Linked DNA regions of Mus musculus: regions 2 and 3 are each linked to region 1. A link is a contact called in public HiChIP or PLAC-seq data. All regions are on one chromosome and are shown on one strand. Each heading gives the region's core, a stretch centred on a gene start, on an enhancer-like site or on the middle of the called end of the contact. The rest is flanking DNA. Distances are from core to core; before and after follow the strand shown. Region 1 has its middle 19 kb from the start of Gm36827. Region 2 has its middle 220 kb from the start of Gm36769. Region 3 has its middle 230 kb from the start of Gm36595.

What was found. HiChIP or PLAC-seq counts read pairs in DNA pulled down with a chosen protein or histone mark.
Region 2: a RAD21 HiChIP or PLAC-seq map of pro-B cells shows a contact between it and region 1, with 4 times the contacts expected there. The contact joins two enhancer-like sites. A contact is called at or near these places in 1 of 15 datasets of contacts at CTCF or cohesin (pro-B cells) and 1 of 484 Hi-C or Micro-C datasets (nephron progenitors).
Region 3: a contact with region 1 is called in an H3K27ac HiChIP or PLAC-seq map of heart atrium, with 5 read pairs. The contact joins two enhancer-like sites. A contact is called at or near these places in 1 of 484 Hi-C or Micro-C datasets (bone marrow-derived macrophages) and 1 of 115 datasets of contacts at active chromatin or transcription factors (heart atrium).

What each region holds. Positions count from the first base shown.
Region 1 is chr10:56,999,734-57,003,680 of GRCm38.p6, reverse strand. No RefSeq gene overlaps it. Among named protein-coding and RNA genes, the nearest start is that of Gm36827, 19 kb to the right of the region's middle. Within about 2 kb of position 2,155, at least 29 of the 459 cell types and tissues checked have an H3K27ac peak or open chromatin away from gene starts, as enhancers often do. A contact at or near this core is called in heart atrium and pro-B cells, where this site is marked.
Region 2 is chr10:56,710,097-56,714,262 of GRCm38.p6, reverse strand. No RefSeq gene overlaps it. Among named protein-coding and RNA genes, the nearest start is that of Gm36769, 220 kb to the left of the region's middle. Within about 2 kb of position 1,947, at least 6 of the 459 cell types and tissues checked have an H3K27ac peak or open chromatin away from gene starts, as enhancers often do. A contact at or near this core is called in pro-B cells, where this site is marked.
Region 3 is chr10:56,658,474-56,662,231 of GRCm38.p6, reverse strand. No RefSeq gene overlaps it. Among named protein-coding and RNA genes, the nearest start is that of Gm36595, 230 kb to the right of the region's middle. Within about 2 kb of position 1,786, at least 7 of the 459 cell types and tissues checked have an H3K27ac peak or open chromatin away from gene starts, as enhancers often do. A contact at or near this core is called in heart atrium, where this site is marked.

The sequences.
Region 1 (3,947 bases), core at 906-3,405:
GAGGCAGGTAGATTTCTGAGTTCGAGGCCAGCCTGGTCTACAAAGTGAGTTCCAGGACAGCCAGGGCTATACAGAGAAACCCTGTCTCGAAAAACCAAAAAATAAAAAAATAAAAAATAACAACAACAACAAAAATCCACAACATAAAACAAAACAAAACACCTGTAATAGCATGGATTCCAAATTGAGCACAAAAATCCATTCTGAGCTTGGAAAACGAATTAGAATCATGATTCCAATTCTTCTTCTGATCAAATGTTAAAATGAGAAGAGATCACCAAATAAGAGAGTAGGCAGATGCTGAGTCTGAATTATTTTGAAATCCTAAACAAACCCCACTACAGAGGCCCAGAGCCAGGTTCCATGTGCTATTCCACATGCTCTGTGGGTCTGTGACTTGCTCCAGCAGCTGTTGTCAGCATTTCTCAGGTCTGTCCTGAGCTATCACCAAGAGGCATCTCTGTGAAGACTTGCCTTCTGCCTCCACCATATGTCCTTGTCTAATCCCAGAGTAAGTTTCAGTGTTACTAACAACCCTCAGGACAGTGTCCTGTGAAGAAAGCGCACCCCTCCAGTGCTTGCGTTGCTATGGTCATTGACATCATTAGTTCTGTAGATTCCTGGCTCTTTGGAAGCCTTTGGTTTGAGAAATGGAAGGAGGTGGTTGTATGCAGACTGAGATCGTGTGCATTTGAATGGTCGCATTGCTGTCAAACTTGCCTTCTGTGCTGCTGTTTTCTTCTTCTCCTCCTTTTCCTTCTTCTCCTCCTCCTCCTCTTTCTCCCCCTCCTCTTCTTCCTCCCCCCTCCTCCCTTTTCCTCCTCCTCCTTCTTTTTCTTCTTCTTCTCCTTCTTTTTCTTCTGTGTTTCAAAGATTGGTAATATTGTACATCTTGAGTATTATTCTCAGAAACCCTCCCGAATATGATTCATCTGGCTGATAGATTACTTTCATTTCCTAATTTGATATATATTATATAATTTGAGAATGTGCCTCATACAGTTTCAAGAGCTTCAATGCAACAACGGAAACAAACATCTGGACCCATTTTATCAACTTGCTCATTCCTATCTTAAATGAGAAAATAGTATATTTTTAATTGAAAATATATTTTTTCATAAAATATATTCTATTATAGTTCCTCCTCTCTCAGCTCCTCCCAGATCCTCCCTATCTCCCTATACACAAAATCAACATCCTTTCTTGCTCTCTCTCTCTCTCTCTCTCTCTCTCTCTCTCTCTCTCTCTCTCTTAAAGGAGAAGGTAGCATATTCTTTTACAAATATTCCATCCCACAGATATTGGTTACATCCATTTATAGAATCAGAAGCTTATAGGAAAACAGCATGAATGCCACAACCATGGAACTGTTCAGTGTAATATCTGCATGCAGCCTATAACAACAATAACAGTAACAACACTCTCCTGATTTGGGTGCAAATAGAAACCAAATGGGGCTTAATTCTCATTAATCAAAGTATAGGGAGATTTTCACTGCATTATCCATCCTTACTTCAGCCTAACTCTCATAAATTTGTAAGTGACTGATTATTGACACCATACAACTTGCAACACAATAGATGGAATTATTGATAATGCCTATGTAGGAACACATGGGACTGACCTAAATATTTCCAAGCTTTATAGTATTAAAGGGGGAGAAATAAAATAGCCTTGGCTCATTTTCCTTTCATTCTCCGACTTGACAGTCCACGTGAGCATTTTCCTTCTCCCCAGACTGTCCGTCATTGGGCAGTGTGCTTTGCTCTACGGACCTCACACCTTTTCATCCCTCATCCCCATCTAGCTTTTACTCCGAGGCTCTAGAACTCTGAAGACTTGTTTACACTTCTAAAGTGTGACATTTCCTTCCATTCAGGGGAATTCAGTTCAAAGTGGTACTCTCTACAAAAAACCACAGAGTCGAAATTACGATCAAATGATCCGTTTTCTTGGACCTCAATCTCTTCTTGTACTAAAAAGAAAAAAAAAAAGTCTTGACAATCAAAACAGACGGCACCTGTCCTGCTTGTAGCTTCGAATAAGCACGTGTAAAATGTGACTTCCGTAGACTGTGACAAATGGCCTATCACAGATCAAATTACTGTCCTAGAATATTTACCGCTTCAGTAGCATGAGTTGGTCAGTAGATGGCACTGTTTGTTACATTAAAAAAGAATCGCTGCCGCCTGAGACATCACCTGATCAGGATAAGGAAGGGTAGGAGGGGAGGCGACCCTGCTCTCACAACAGAAACTGCGTTGATTTCTTAGAGGTTAAAGTGACCTTGAAAAGGATCCCAGCACATCTCTCTGGTTTTTCAAAAGGAAAGTTCTATTTTGGATATTCTCAGAGGGGTGGATATTTTTAACGCACTTCATTTACCCCTTTCAAACGGGAGCTACTCAAAAAATTCTGTATCCGAATCACATCTTTTTTCAGTGTTCTTGTCTTCAGTCCTGAGGTGAATATAGAACACTTCTTTACGGTTTCTTCCTGAAAACTCTGCCGAGGTCTTGAGGGAGGTTCACTAGTATCCGACATAAGCCTTTTGTGCTTCCTTGGTCCCTCTAGTCTGTTTCTCAGACTGTACATCAAATCTGCTCCCTCTTGAATTCTAATATGCCATTCAGTCAGGCCCACTATACAGCATAGTATCTGGATGTATACCTTATTATTAGATAATAAAGATATGTGAATGTTGACAGGACACAGAAGATATTCAGGGTATTTTTATTGGCCCCAAAGATTTCCAATCTTTAGAGAAATTGATCTATCAAAATGAACGGAAATAACGTAACTACAGAGTACAAAATATTGACTTCAACCATTTTAAACCAACTGTCTCTTTTCATCTGATTCTTATTTTTCTATGTTTTCTTTTTCTTTTAATATTTTTATTAGGTATTTTCCTCATTTACATTTCCAATGCTATCCCAAAAGCCCCCCCCCACTCCCCTACCCACCCACTCCCCCTTTTTGGCCCTGGCGTTCCCCTGTACTGGGGCATATAAAGTTTGCATGTCCAATGGGCCTCTCTTTCCAGTGATGGCCGACTAGGCCATCTTTTGATACATATGCAGCTAGAGTCAAGAGCTCCAGGATACTGGTTAGTTCATATTGTTGTTCCACGTATAGGGTTGCAGATCCCTTTAGCTCCTTGGGTACTTTCTCTAGCTCCTCCATTGGGGGCCCTGTGATCCATCCAATAGCTGACTGTGAGCATCCACTTCTGTGTTTTCTATGTTTTCAATGTAAGAATTTAAAGTATTTTCAAGTAAACATTCAAACTAATTTGATATATATATATATATATATATATATATATGTAAATATATATACTGGATCATAAGATATCATCCATTTTTTTAAGCGCTGGTGTTTTCTCTGCTACATTTTAAATCTCACAGAAGCATGTAACTTTTTATATGGCATCGACCACAAGAGTTTCACAGTACATACTTGATAATGCTATACAATGGATGCTTACTAAGCATTAGTTGAATGATTTAACAAATTGTTCCATTTAAGCTAACTATCATCCAGAGCATTGCCAGCTACTTTCAAGATATAGTTTTATTAACTGTCACATCACCATTAAGTTCCTGTATTAAGTCTTTACTACACTGTGCCAAGTCTATAATTTTCCTTTGACAAAGTAAAAACAAGCCTTGAAAAATTAATTCTTCAAATTATGAGTGTATATAGTGCAGCAAATTATTCTGTATAATTTTTCTGAGCAAAATATTGTTATAAACATTTCCATTGTATTTTCTTACAATTAAACTTTAGTTATTTTAATTCATTTGGAAATATTTAGGGTTTAATTTTAAGGATTTTTTCTCTTTATTGAGTTTGCATTATTTGTACTGTTGCTGTTTAGGCTGCCACTTTAACTTTGCTAGTGATTATTTTTATTCATTCATTTTTGAAATTAAGTTTGTTCA
Region 2 (4,166 bases), core at 698-3,197, 290 kb after region 1:
AGAAGAAAATAAATTTCAGAAAGTTGCCCTCTGACTTCCATAGGCATGCTGTGGCATGTATACAGACACACACACACAATATACAATGTTAAAATAAATACATAATATATACAAATATTATATACATAAATAATATAATAGTATAATAGTGGTGTGTCTAGCACCTAACCAGTTCTTTTAAAGCATAATCAATATCAGGAATCAAACTTGCTAATTCACTAGCTGTATGATTTTGAACATGCTATGTGGATCTGAGTGAACCTAATTTTCTAATCTGTCAAATCAGAACAATAAAGTACACATCTATTGTCATAATTAATGTTGATGTATTTAATATATAATCTACATGTAATAATTTAGTTATTTTTATTTATGTACATTGAAGTTTTGACTGCATGTATGTCTGTGTGAGGGTATCAGAGTCCCTGGAATAGCAGTTACAGACAATTGTGAACTGCCATGTGGGGGCTGGGAATTGAACCGGGGCCCTCTCCAGCCCCATAATCTATATTTAATATGTCAATTCTCAATATAGTAAAAAAAGCTATAAGTAGGAAGAGTTTGCCTTTACATCTGTAACCTTATGGAAATCAAGGAGTCCCTCCCAAACCCAGTAGCAAGAAGTAATCTTAGGAAAGAAAAAGTGATGAGTCGCATTGCCTTTGGGACTTACTATCTTAGTCTCTTTGACTAAGACTCTTTGACTCTTTGAGACTTACTCTTTCCAATTTTCTTGCTTGCTTTCTTATTTAAATTTAAAATATAGTTCAATTTTCTTCCCCATCATTTACACAAAGATCAGTGTTCTTTCAGGGTCTCGCTGCAGGTCTCACAAGTCACAGTGGCACTGACCTAGGTGCACTCATAGTGACAGAGGCAGATGAAGACAAACTCTCACGGCTCTTGCTTTCCCCTTTTAAGCCAGCATTGCTTAACTCCACAAGGGAGCATGTTATGATTTAATAATATTAATGGCAAGACATCATAAAATATGGTGTTATTTGTTGCTGAGGGCAATGTACTAAACTCCGGAAGAGACAAGCCACCCTCTATGCACTGGAAGCACAGGGGCTCTGCAATAACCTTATCATGGTGAATCAGGCGAAAGTAACTGCCTGGCGTTTCTCAAAACAAAGCACAAATGGGGAGAAGAAACCCTGGCTGGAGCCTGCTACACCCTATTGAAATCACATCCTGCAGTGAGTACAATCTTCGACTTTATAATTGTTCAAACCTTTTAACCTTTCACTGTAGAGACAGGATTAGGATTTCTTAGATTCCTGCAGGGCACACAAATTGCCCTAAGATGATGCTTTTGAGTCACGTGTACAAGAGAAACTCCAGTCTCCTCTCCAGACAATAAAGGACAATAACAGTGCTATGTGGATGTCATCTCAGATGCTTTGCTCAGCTTAGTTGCAGCAAATACCATCATTCTTCCAATTCGATTATCTCTATCAAGATGTCTGAATTCATCTGTGCCCCGGAGGGAAACCTTGCTTACTGGCCTCAAACTAATTATCTGCGGCCATCCGTGAAGCACAGCATGTCTTGTACAAATATTTTGACTGATCATCTACTGTGCTAAGAACTTAAAAATGGTCTTGCTTCACGCATGGCTTGTCTTCTAAAAATATCAAAAGAGCATATGAACTTGTCAAGGGAAGAAAAAGGAAAAAAAACACATTTCTGTGGGTGGGTAAATTGTTGATCATAAGGCAGTTTTGAATCATCACTGTCTACAGGGAAACTGAAAGGATCAGAAGCCACGGACATACCACAATTCAAGATCTAAAACCTGAGAAACAATACACAACAACAAAGCCCTATGATAACTTGTTGTCTCTTGCCATTTTTCAATTTTTTTTCAGAGTTGATTAGTAACAAAATACCCATTTCAGTGAGAGTCAAAGAAATGAAGCATATTAGCCTTTTTATTGGAAATAGAAAAAAGGCATCAAAAGTAGAAGAGAGCTACTTTGCCTCTGTACAGTCCTGGGTTTCTCAGCTGCAGAGTAAATACTCTGATTTAGATGCTGGTCTTCATCTCTGTATGCTCTGATTTCTGGAACACATGGTTGATACGGTGCTTGATGTGGCTGGTGAAGTTATTGTGAGAATGCAGCCATTCACACAATGGATTAAATAAGCTACAGACAATTTTGGCTTTTTTATATCTGGCTTGCTTTTTTTCTATTAGGTGAAAACACTTGTAAAGACATAGAAAGTGGCACTGCTTGCAAAAGCAAGGCAGAAAAACTTCCCAAGCATACTGAAAAATACAACTGATACAGGTACAGGGTGATTTATTGGGGGCCATGTTGAAGAGGACCTTAAAGACATTCCTATTTGCTTGAAAGAAAATCTGTCAAATGAAAGAATGGCTATATAGTCATAAAAGTCAGCTTCTCTATTTAAGGAACACCAAATAGAGTCAAGTAAAAGCCTTATCAGTAAAAAGGAAGAAAATAGGATATAATAGATGTTCAAAAACACTTTGAATGAATATCAGATTTTTTTTTATTACAACAAAGCAAATCTTTGTTTTGGACCAATTTGTGTTCTCGGGCAAAGAATCTTTGGTGTTATTGTTGCTTCTTCTGGATTACCTCTTCCCCATTTTCATGACCAATTAATAGTCAATGAATCAATTAATAAATTATATATTCTGCTTCTCCAATGTTCCTACTTTCCCACGGCTTCTTCTCTTTCAGTTTGGCCAGCGGATGAAGCTCACTTCCCTTCCTTTCAGACCCTGGTTGCTTTTTTTCTACTTTGATCCCAGAAACCCACCTCGAAAAAGTACACAAGTGACAGAGGTGGACTTAATGCCGCTGTCATTGATTTCTTATGTTTAATAATAGAATGAGGTTATAGATGAAACATATGTAAAATTTTATTTGGTTCAATTAAAATGTAGGTTACTAATTATTAAATAAGATTTAATCTCTGATGAACCTTCTCATAAACTGCAATATTTATGTACATAAACTATAAGAACATTTTAAAAATAAGAGAAAAAGCAACAAAGCAATTCAAGCATAGTTAATAAGTAGTTGGCCAGTATTCACACACACACACACACACACACACACACACACACACACACTCACACGCATCTCAGAGTGGAGAAGAGACTAGAAGCTAACTGGGCTATAATTTCTTTGAGGAATGTGATTTTAATTTAGAAAACATTAAAGCAGTAGTAAAATAGTTATAGGGAAGAAATCAATTTATAAAAATATCTTAACATTTTGAAATATTTTTGAGGGAATACACTGAATATAAGACCTCTCTAGAAAAAGAGGTGGTAGAAGAGTTATAGGGAAGAAAATAAATTTATCAAAATAAATCAACATTTTGAAGTAATACACTGAATCTAAGATCTAGATTATTTATAATAGTAACACATTGGAGAGAGATAGAAAGTATTTGGTCAGTTTAGAATCTTGTGTTTTGCTTTTACAAAATGGAAATGGAAGCAGCTACATAATTTCACTCTTGATTTGAGAACAAATCCTAATTCAGTAGCATAAAAGTCTATTTAATGGGAGAGAATAATTTGATTATTTAGTATACCAAGATTTAAATGGGCACAAGCTATATCAAACACACGTCTATTTGATGAAGTTGGCAACCAAGGAAAGAGTTAGGAAAGATGAAAACACGTGAAGAACAAGCAAGAGACCTGAATCCCGCTCAGCCAGCCATGTCACGAACTGTGTACATGACTTCAGTTACTCAATGACTACGTCCCAGCTCCTGGAAGTGGGCCTCACATGCAAAAGGTCAATATTGGAACGAATGATGACTGTTCTCTTCTGAAATACTGACTGTGCAGAATGAAGATGTTTGTGGGACTCGTTTCCTGTGGCTTAATACTTTGATTAGATATATCACACAGAACACAAAAGGGGGCTTTCAAAATCACCTCAGACTCTTGAAAATGTATTTGTTGCATGTTTCCTTGCTGTGAGAACCATGACTACCAGAAAAAAAGAATGTAGTTTGCTTTTCTGTTTTTGTTTTTGTTTTTTGTTTTTGTGGGTTTTGTTATTTTACATTGGAATAGTAAATGACTACAGACTATCTTTATAATAGTAACAAAATATGCTAGACCAAACCATATGTGAAATTTATAAGGAGAAGAGAATATATACTAATTG
Region 3 (3,758 bases), core at 537-3,036, 340 kb after region 1:
TTAGGGCTTGACTGCTCTTTAGTGAATGAAGCTGGAGTTTACTAATATTGTCCCTTACTGTTGAGATCAGCCTGACCCTGGGAGAAATCTTGATGGATGCCTTATATCCTGATTTTCAGATTGCGTGTCTCTTTGCTCATCTCTGTTTGTGCCGAGGAACTATAGAAAACCCCTTTAAATTACACAAGAAATGTTATTCTGTTGATACCACCTTTCTGGCCTGGAATAGGCCATCCTTTGTTCCACTTTCCCTTTCTGGGTAGAAACTCTTTGACTATACAAGACCTGGTGGCAGGGACTGGGCTTCCTTCTGCAAAATAATACTTTGGTTACATGAATGAGTGATTGGAACATGATGCTCCCCAAGTCTGCATTTTAAGTCTGGGGGAAATAAAAAAGCCAACAGTTCCATCTTCTGTTTCTGAAAGGTCAATAGATGATGAAGGCTCCCTTTCTGTTTCACTGTTAGAATTAGAGATCCTGAAGTAAATGAGCTGGAGCTCTGGGGAGAAGAGCTAGGCAGTGTGTCACAACCTGAATGTCATAGACTACTATTCTTGCTAGGCTTTAGCAAGTTTTTCTTGAATGAGTGTTTCTTTATTTTCTATATCTCTTTAGGACAATAGTCATGTATTTCAAAAGGTTGTTTTAAATTATTTTTCTCTTTACATTGCTATTTGTTAGAGATAGAGTGTGCCTTGCTATTTGCCCATCAGTTTCATAAAGAGATTAGGAAACGCTATCAGTGGAGTCAAGGACATAAATAAGTCTGTAACCATGGACTTTCTACCCCTGCCCAAGTTCCTCAAATAATAATTTTAATCTCTCTATTGTATGTCATGGTAACTATAATTAATGACCATGTGTTTATACCTAGAAAGTGGTGAGAGGGCAGTGAGATTGATCAGCAAGTATAAGCACAAGTCATATAAGACTGATGGCCTGAGATTCATCCCAAGAGTCAATGTGGTGATGGCTATAAAGAACCAACTCCACAAAGTTGTCCTCTGACCTCTCCTTCAGTACTATGGCATGCACTCCCACACACGTCTCACACACAGAGACACATAGACACACACACACACACACACACACACACACACACACACACACACACACTAATTGTTTAAAGTATTGAAAATATAATTAAAAATTGTTCTTGGCACTGAAAAATAAACACGTAAAGGTGATTCATAAGTTAGTTATTTTAATTTGTCCTGTCTAGCTTTTATTTCATACTTTGAAGATCACATTGAACATCATAAGTATGTACAACTTTCATTTATTAATTTAAAAATAGAAATGACTTTGTAAAGAAGAAAAGAAATGGGGAAGAGTTGACTGTTCTTCATTGGCTTTGAAGATGAGAGGGAATGGTGAGCTTAGGAAGGTGGGCGGCTTCTAAAAGCTGGAAACATCTAGGAGAACCATTTCCACTAGAGTCTTTAGAAGGAATGCAGCCTGCAGGCACCCTGGTTTTATTCCAAGGACATTTATCTGGGGTTCTGACTTCTAACGATGAGATAATGGAATTGTTTTTAGCAACTCAGTTTGTGGTAACTTGAAAAAAAAATAAAACTAAGATCTTTGAGCTCTACACTCTCATGTTACAAATTAGAATGCTGAGATTTCAAGCTGCCAGGCCGTCTTACAGCTAAGATTCACACGAGTCACATGGATAAGAGGAGTAAGGCTTTCTGTTTTAGCCTGTTCCCACCTTGCCTGACAGCCTGAACATTCATTCATGGCCATGGTATTCTGAGAGGAACTTGTGGTTCCACAGTCAATTGTGAATTAAAAAAATCAGTCCCCTGGTGGTGGACACATTGTCAACACATGCATCATCCACTGTCCACAGATCTCTACTTCTTTTTCTACTACTATCTCAAAATGCTTCCTTACATCAAACAAAAATTTGTCCTCCATACCTTGTAGTAATGTTCTTAATCTGATGTTCAGGTCATAAGGACCGTCCATTTGTGATTATGCCCATTATGTGATTATGCTGCTGGAATTTCTCCTGACTCTCCTGCTTCACATCTGCCATCTGACCAATGTCTGAAGCTTCGCAAACTCTTTTTCCTGTTTCAGAGGGTGACAACTTTTCTCAGCAGTATCCTTCCTGAGAGTGACATCTGAGTGCACACAACAACATCCACACAGCTCTTTGGCCCACAGGACACCACCCTACCCAATTCTGTTAATGGCTCTCTGCACTTGTCCTTACTAGGTAGTTATGAGGTTGGCTTGGGTCCTGGGTTCCTGTGTAAATAACACAACAATTGATCAATTTTATCCTTTAAAATGTTTCCAACTGTTGAAGCTTTTGTAGATTCACCTTTCATTTGTTTAATTTAAATTTTTGTTACTTAGCAATCTGTTATCCTTTTAAAGCTAATGCAATTGTAAATGAACATGTGGACAAGAGATAGTATTTCACACTCACTAGACTCAGTACAGGATCTCAGATATTCTGATATACTTGGATTTGTTTTGTTTTATTTAGTTTAGTTTTGTTTTGTTTTGTTTCTTAAACCAGAATTTCTCTTTGTAGTCCTGGCTGACCAGTAACTTTCTTTGCAGACCAAGTTGGTCTCAAACTGAGAGATATGCCTGCCTATGCTTCCTGAATACGAGGATTAAAAGAGAATGTGCCATGTATGGTATCCTGATATTTTTTTTTTAATCAAGAAAATTTTAAAATAAATTTACTATGGGAGGTGTGAATAACACTGAATTTTTTTTTTTACATTGACAAAAGAGATCTTAAGAGAGAGCAAAGCTTAATATTAATAGTCAAAATATACATTATTTAAATAACAAAGGTTAAAAAATAAAACCCAAGTAGTTTTTTAAAAAGAATTTTGACATCCGTGTACATGTTCACACATAAATAAATGTGTAACCCACACACAATCACTTTTCCTTGTTATTTCATCTTTTGTCAGTCTAATGAAAACCTCTTCGAGAGGTAGCACCTTAACTTGGAAGTACTTAGTGACTCAACTGTTGTCATTCAACTAACAGTATCCTTAATCCTGTGTATCTGGCATTTGTCCCTCCCTTCTTTCACTCAGATGTTTAAGTTAGATAACTAAGTACATGCTCTGGATTTTGGTCCATACTCTGGGTTGCTATGTGTGCAAGGGGAACTTGAACCTGATAGGACCAACTCTCAGTATAATCTTTTGCTCACAGTACACTTTGATTGCTCATTTACTTTATCTTATCTATGTTATTTAAGTCAAAACCCTGTTTCATTAATAAAATGAAGAAAAAATAGTAACATATGAATGCATTTAAATCATGTAAATTACATACCAGTTTATAAAATGTGAAGAACATAGATTTATTTTACTAAAATATTAGGAAAGGGGAAAAAAGTAGCCTAGCAGTTTGTAAGGATATTAGTTTTAAAAATCAAAATATGGGACTTGCAGGCAGATTAAGCTGTCTACTCCTCTCTTTCAACTGTACATAGTCTACAGTGCTCCAAGGATATCTGTTGCACCCAGGGCAACATGTAGGATAGCTGCCCAAATAGCCACAGGAGCTGGGACCATCCAGATATCCAGTGGATGCAGGACTCCTTCCCTATACTTGTGAACCCCATCTCCCTTCTGACGTGTACCCGCTTAGGGGTAGATCAGCCGGTCTAGCCCCTGTCTTAATACTACACTGTCCTCAGAGCTCGCAGGAAATCTGCTGAAGCCAGCACAGCAGTCTGCAAGTCTCCCAAGAGACTGGCTGTAGCTAAG